Regions from separate parts of the Danio rerio genome. Here region 1 is linked to region 2. A link is a contact called in public Hi-C data. All regions are on one chromosome and are shown on one strand. The core of a region is the stretch at or near the end of the contact, and the rest is flanking DNA. Distances in the headings are between cores, read along the strand shown.

Region 1 (3,777 bases), core at 723-3,222, 720 kb after region 2:
ACATTTAAACAGTACAGAGAGAAACAACAGTCCAAGAGGAGTTATTTTGCATGCATTATGCATGTAGGAAGCACATTATCGGCTGTAAGTGTTGATGGAAGAGGTAGTGTCATGTGTCAGACAAAGTACACACAAACTTCACAAAGCATAAAAGAAACATTGAAATGGCAACTCTTACCAACAATGACAACAGGCAGGATATCGTCAGAAAAGGTGTCTTTATTGTACAGCTCCATAGTGGCTAACCTGTTATATAAAAAAGAACAAATGTCGAGTTGAAAACGTTATCAACTAAACCATAAAACCCCCTCCCAAGATACACACCACCACTCCCTCACTTCCATGATAATAACGACCAGCTAACACGGTCCCCTTTTATATTACATCACTCTATATAATCTGAATTACAGTAAGACGGACTATAAGCTTCAGCCAATACTCCTTATGAATCAACTCAAGTGCAATTACATAACAGGAGAAGTTCAGCGTTACGGTAACCATGACTGGACAGAATATCTTAAAGTGACAGCGCCATTAAAGGAGTTCGCGCCACGGTCGAAACAGCTGAATCACTCTGAATAGAAACTAAACGGCTAAACGAAAAAGCAGAGCTTTATTTAATATCAAAAGTCAGTCAAACACACTTGATATGGAAATTGTTCGTCGTTTTCACTTTAATATACATTTGTAATGAACGTAGACGCATTTTAGAAACGTTTCTGTGAACTTGAACGAAGTCCAGGGGGGCGTGTGGGTCTGTGTCTACGTGCAGGACGCTTTCTGAATTCAGGTCAGTTTATGAGGTTGCGGCTGATAAAAATGTTTATGTGCAAGTCATAAAAGGTTAATGCACACAATGCATTCACATTAAACGCGTATAACGTATAAACGTGCAGTGTTTCGTAATTTTATGGCTCCCAAGTTACTATGTTGTGCTTTATAAAGTTTAAAATATAAGCCAATTTGATCTCTTATTGAATTTGTCAGTTGTAACAGTTAAGTTTTTTCTCGTTTATCTGCAAAAAGCTAGCAAGTGACAGACAAGTATCACAGTGACAGCGAGCCGCGTGCACGTCACATCTGAAGTCCATTCAAGGTGTTAAATCATGCGCGTTCACACGCCCCCAAAATTAAAGACGCAGCAGCTCATCCCAAATTAAATCATAGTCATAAATTTACTCATCTGCGATCATATACTTTCAGATGCTTAAGAAACAAGATGTCAGAATGACAGCCATACCACGTAACGTTACTTGCAAACCAAAGCGTAATGTGACCTCAGTTTCAACTTGCTGAACATAAAAGAAACACTATTTAAGGCTATATTTTCTCTCGGATTTGTGCAAAATGAGCTGACGTTAGACAGAGGTTTCCAGAAAAGGCGACACGCGTTTCTCAGACGCATTGTCTGCTGAATCTCTCCGCCCCCATGATGCGCGAACAGCCAAATCGGACATGCCAGACTGTAGGTTAACGGGATTGTATTTACTGAAGATTAAAGCCAAGTTACACACGAAAGCCGGTAACTAACTTAATGGGTGTACGTTAACCCAGATGCGCGCATTACATGCGTGCGCGTTCACGTAAGTGTCCACTGTCCAGACATGCCTACGAGACAATTTCCATATCCGACGGACATATTACGACGCAACACCAAATTTAAGGAAAAAGAACAAAGATGAGTTAAAATGACCCAAAAGAAGAGGTCGAGTACATTAATCATATCCCCCCTGCAATGATGTCAAGTTTTGTAATGTATTAACGTTAACTCAAACCGGCGTGATGCAAGCAAAGCCATAACGGCTTGATGTAACCACCTACCTGTAATGTAAATGCTCCGAATAAGTCGAGAGACAGCAAAGCCTTAAATTTACAAGAGATGAAGATAATATAAACCGAGAGGTGAAATACGCAGTTTCCTCTCGCTGTGCTTCAAGCGTGGCTGCTAGGAGAGATACGGCACTCTTCAGCACACAGACAGTACTCGTGCGCTAATGGGTTTTATAATTTTTCCTTCATAGTGTGTCCCATACGAGCCAATCATCGAGAAAAGATGTGACGTTTACAATATGATTGGTCCGGCTTAGAGTGACGCACCGGCGTCTTGATGCCTTGTAGTTTTCCACTCACTGACAATGATCTGATCGCTGATTGGCTTAAATCCTGCTCTCACTGCATATCAGCCAATCAGAGAACGCAGCGACTTCAGCGGTGTCGCTGCCATCGTAACCGTTCAACGTTGCATCGCCCTTAACGAAAATTGTTGCCTTTTTTGGCAACCTTAACAATTATGTTCGACTGTCTTTTGTAATAAAAGTGTTAATTAATTACTAATGATTTTCTACTCTCTGAATTGAATCTTTCATTGTTTTTTTCCAGAATTTTACCTCATGATTGAAAGCAATGACAACTGCTAAAGGTTTGTGTATTTCCTTTAACGTTATATCAATCTCCATAATTATTGTCGTTGGAGTATAATGACTTGGTGATTTAGTTAGTTGGATAAGATTCACCGTTTGTTGACTTTGCATGACTCATATTTCTAATTAATATTTCCTTCAGACTTAACTTTGTACATCCTCAGTTTGCTTATTGTCAAACTATATATGTAAGACATTTAACATTTAAATTAACCCTCATATTTTAGGTACATATTTTAAAACTATGAAGGTACGTGACTTTGCGACATGCTTACTGGGTCAAGTGATGCAATATAGTTAACCTTTGTGATGCTTTTTTTGACCCCCCCCCCACCCTCCTCAGAAGTAAAAGAAAGTTTCCATTGTTGGAACTAATCACTGAAATCCTCACTCGAGGTATTTTCTCATGGGTGTATTTGGGTTCCCATTAACATTTTTTTAAAAGTAGACTGCTTAGACCAGCTTCAAAGTCTGACAAAGAAACTGATGAGATAACAAACTCAAAAATGGGAAACATGTTGCCTGTGGACTGGAGCCATAAATTTGTGTGCATATGTCTAAGGGTGATACCCAAAGTTTGAGTAAATCAAAAAAGGTCATTTAACCTTGTCTAAAAACATACTTTCAATACCATTTGAGGCAGCGATAAGGGCTTTGAGTTATGGTAGTCGTGGTTCTTTTGTTTCTTGGATATCCACCAAAACTGCTGAACTTTAAGAACATGCTGTTACTTAACATTGTGACCCTGTGGTCAAGATTTATCAAGCCTGATTAGCTCTAAATTCATTTGCACACATACATTGCATGCAAATATGCATGCACGCACATACAAACAAAACCCTAAACTACCACACCAGGTGTCCTGACATTTTATCTTACCCATCAGATTATGCTACCAACACTGTATTTTAATGGTTCTGAGGTTGGGGTTAGGTATTGGGCGATAATACAGCTTCATATCTCTACTCCACATTAAAATTCAGCCCAAATAAATAGTTTACAACTACCTAACTTTAAAATATTTATTAATTAATTGTTGAATTGTCCTACCTCCCATTCAAAAAGTAGGTAGCACATTTTGATGACGCAATATGCTACCCATCAAATTTTGCTACAGTCTAAATTTTATTGTGGAGTAAATATTTTATAGTTATTAATGAAAAATAATATAATAAAAAATAGCTTCACCGATTAGCTTTAAATTGATGCTAGCCTTTCATGTATCCAAACACTCTTATATAGCTAAATTTTGTTTGGTTTTTAAAAACATCTTTGAAGGTACAGCATGTTTGGAAATGACATAGAATAAATGTATTTCCTTATCAAGCAATATTTACCTTGATTTTTCTTCAAGTGT
Region 2 (4,276 bases), core at 1,449-3,948:
CAAACAGGTAATTCAATATAAAGTATAAAGTATTCAATATAAAGTAATATAAAGTAAATATTCTTCTCTGCCCTCTGATTGTGATATATGTCATTAAATGTTTCTGATTTAAAAAGATAATTTAAAAGTATTTCGAGGCTGCACTGATCATCAGATCAAGAGTTTTTGGTACTGGTTAACTGAATAATAATTTAGTGGGTATCTTCTGGAAATTATGGTTAAAATAATATTCATTATTTTTTATGTAAACTATTACACCAATAGTTTAAAACATTAGCATCAATGTGTAATTTGAGATTTGAGAATGTATCTGAAGAATATTTGTGATTATATTTTGGTGGCTCTTTATTGACAGTTCTGTATGTACTTACTGGGTATTAAACTGGATAATAACTCACTAAACTTACCCCTGAACCTAACTTTAACATTTTATTATGTACATATTTTATATAATTTATATAATGTTATGTACATAAACAGTAAAATAAAGCTGTAAATTTATGTTTTATAACTTTGAAAATTCTAACATTTTCATCAGAGAGAGTTTCAGTGATCCAGTGGGCAAAAACCCCTAAATGTCAGAGCCAAACTAGTTTCTCAATGTACAACATGAGCTCATTGATCAAATGCAACTGTCCATAAAGGCAAACGGGTAATTAAATAGGACAAGTAATTATTATTCTGTCTGTCCTCTGATTGTGATATATGCCATTACATGTTTCTGATTAAAAAAGATAATTAAAACATATTTTGAGACTGCACTGATCATTTAATAAATCATTAAATGTTGTAAGATTTATCAGCAAAGAGTTTTTTTTGGAATTTTGGAGTTTTTTTAAACTTTGAAAATTATAACATTTTCATCAGAGAGAGTTTAAGTGATCCAGTGAGCAAAAACCCCTAAATATTAGATCCAAACCAGTTTCCAGTTTCAATATCTTTATCATATATTTTTATTACGTTTTTAAACACACACATACGTGTGATATTCAGTGGTACAGAAAAACATAAGATGTAATTAAACATAGAGATAGTTTCAGTGATTAAGCAAAAATACCTAAATGTTAGATCAAAAGCAGTTTCTCTTTGCACACGATGAACTCATTGTTGAAATATTGCCATGTATATGTGCAAATAGGTAATAAATAAAATGACAATTAAATAATAATCACAATACTAATACAGAAAAGTGCTGCAACATTTTTTTTATGTCAACAAATTTCTCTTGTTATAAATCAAGATTTGTTTTTGGTATTATTTCTGAATGACATTGTAGTGGGTCTCTTCTGTACAGTAATCAGAATAGTCAAAATATGTCACCCTGAGAAATTTTGGGAAATATGTTAATAAATACAAATAATATGTATGATCTTTAAATTTCCTGTTCATTTACTCACTCACAGGTCATCCAAGATGTAGGTGATTTTTTTTCATCTGAAATAAATGGCTTTCAATTGATGTATTGGTTGTTAGCATAAGACAACATTTAGCCGATATAAAACTATTTAAAAATCTGGAATCTGTAGTTTAAAATAAAACATTTATTCAATTAATATCATATACATATTATTAATTAAAAATGATGTTTTGACAAATTAACAAAAGTAAATTTCTGAAATGTTTTCATAGAAGAAGAACTTAATATTCTGATAAAAATAAAATTTGAATGATAATAAAGATCGATAATTTAGACACATACTTTGTGGTCCAGAGTCATTAAACAAACAAAGCACAGCTGGGAGAAGAAAGAGAAAAACCTACTGATGTAATCGCATGTAACTCAATTGAAAATCCTGAACTGTCTTCTGTGAGGGTTTCAGAGAACAAAACCTTTTAATGTTATTTCCAACAGTTTCTCATTGCGGACGATATCGTAGATCAAAAGATGCAGTTCATATATAGAGACAAACAGGTGTTTAGGAAAGTAATGTTTTGTATTGTTGTTAGTTCTTGCTGAGAAAATAATGGCAACTCACCTTGTACCTCAGGGACTGTATTTATATAAAAAGCGAGAAGTTCTCATGCATGTGTTGTGCTCTATGACGCAAGATTCAGCACTGTTGTCAAAAGCAGACAGGAATGGAGGACGCAGGAAAAGGCTTTAGCTGTCTGGGAGCCAGGAATCCCACTGCAATTTTAAACAGATTAGAGGAATAAAATGGTTTGCAAGCCATTATGAGCATGAAGCAGGCAGGTCTGGTTCTCCTCTGGAAGAAGCTTTGAGGATATTGTTGAGGAGATTTGAAGAATGCAAGCGTTAAACTCTTCAGAGACGCCATGTTTACACCTGCTCAGGCCATGCAGTTTAGAAACCAAGTTGAGCATTATTTACCAAGATTTATTGTATCACATAAAAGTAATTCTCCCAGCACACTCGTTTGTTTATGCCAACTCCATAAAACTGTTTTGGTTTATGAGCTTCAAAATCTGATCAAACAAGGCTCGGGAGTTCTGCCATACTCCAGAGAGACAAAATAAGCCACGAGTTTCTCTGTGAAAACATTTCTGTCTGTTAAATGTGGGATTTTTTTCCGCCTGAGACACAAACGCTATGACAAAATAGGAGTCTCCTGCGTAGTTTTACCAACCAAAACTACAACTACCATCATGCAATGCGCTTAGCGCTATCTGACGCCCATGCGCATTCAGCTCCGCCCGGCCTGTCGCAGACATCGCGCGTATCGAGGAAGAGTAGACCGTTAAATTTACACTATTATAACGTTGACGTTTTATTCTTGGGTTTTCACTACAAGCCGACAACATGTCTGGAGACGAGGTTAGTGAACTGTCTCTGTTTATGAAGAACATAGGTTAAAATAGATGAACTTACACAGTCAAAAAGGAAGGACAATTGGGCCTACTAGTTTAGGCTGTGTGGAAACACATGTGCCGACTCGTTTTTTCTAGATCTTTTTGTCAGTAGCCTGGCTAGTTGCATATTAAACGTTGTACATATTTCAAATGATCTTGAGAGTTTATTGACAAAACGTAATATGGTACTGTAATTGGAGTTTATTCATGATAGCGCGTTTTTCGACAGTTACGATAATGTCTGGACGTTGTGATACAAGGGTTCTTTTACTCGAGTACCATGGTATTACTTAAGTTGTTTTTGACTGCTATCATAATGCGATTGTATTAATGATTATTTACTATGGTTTTGACATTTGTGTTTTATTTTGTAGTCGTTGATAATATTGATAATATTGTTTGTGGAAGCACCATGTTTTTAGACTATTCATACAATGCCTCTAGTATTTGTAAAGTATCATGTAAATACTATGATATAAGAATGTTTTAGTTCAATGCTTAAATAAACATTAGTCTTTAAAAAACTAAAGTATTATGGAATTTGCATTTCAGCACCCTGACATGTTTGAAATACTGTATAAATATTATGATGCAATACCTGGTCAATGAAGTGTTGGTTTCTGATTATCACTTTTAAACATCTTTATCCTGATACTTTACTTTAAATTGGGAAGTGAGTTCAGCCACTCCAGGTATATGTTATTCAACTTGTTTTATAAAATAATAAAATTACATCATGGTTGACATCATCTAATATAGTCTTAGTCAGATTAGTTCTGACCGACTGGTCAGTAGGCTTTTCTGGCCTTTGTTGCTGGGGTCTTCTCAATCTCATCTCATTAAACTCTTGCTTTTTTGTCCTTCCAGATGATATTTGATCCCACCATGACCAAGAAGAAGAAAAAGAAGAAGAAGCCCTTCATGCTGGAAGAAGATGGTGGAGAGGGAGGAGATGAAAGCCAACAAGTAGAAGCAAAAGAGATCGAGGCAGATGGTGGTGAGGAGAGAGAGTTTGATCTCGATGAAGATGAGGGGAGGAAGAAAGGTAAATTGCATGCCATTTTATTCTGCATAAATGTTCTCTGCCTAGTGTACCATGGTAATTGAGAGATGCTAAGAAAACCCAAAGCAATATTATTAACTATCTCTAGTCAGTGCCCAAATTTCTCCCCAGAATCTTGTCATTGCCAGTTTGATTTTAAATTATTAAAAAAAACTTGTAAATGAGTTTAAACATTCAAGTGGACTATTTAAGTTGCCTTAGGACAGATTGTCTTTGCATGTAAATAGTATCAATTTACAATAAATCAACAATTAGGCCTGTCGCAATAATCATAATTTCGACTTATCGCGCAACACATGGACATGTCCACAATCATTTTTGGTGATGCAATATGTATCGCCCATACATTAAACCAATTCTAGCCACATTTTAGCTCATGGTGCAGCCTCTCTATGTCTATTG

The links. Hi-C and Micro-C count contacts between places; a contact is called where the count stands out from the background.
Region 1: a Hi-C map of hematopoietic stem cells shows a contact between it and region 2, with 2.5 times the contacts expected there. The contact joins the promoter of osgn1 here to the promoter of eif2s2 in region 2. A contact is called at or near these places in 3 of 18 Hi-C or Micro-C datasets (caudal fin, hematopoietic stem cells and an unstated tissue) and 1 of 4 datasets of contacts at active chromatin or transcription factors (embryo).

What each region holds. Positions count from the first base shown.
Region 1 is chr6:53,347,614-53,351,390 of GRCz12tu, forward strand. osgn1 (oxidative stress induced growth inhibitor 1) reads right to left here and starts at 1,973. Exons shown (of 6, transcript NM_200186.1): 1 at 1,822-1,973; 2 at 179-246. The coding sequence starts at 236.
Region 2 is chr6:52,630,708-52,634,983 of GRCz12tu, forward strand. It overlaps eif2s2 (eukaryotic translation initiation factor 2, subunit 2 beta), which reads left to right and starts at 2,699. Exons shown (of 9, transcript NM_212675.1): 1 at 2,699-2,776; 2 at 3,679-3,856. The coding sequence starts at 2,762. It also overlaps a transcript of asip1 not described here.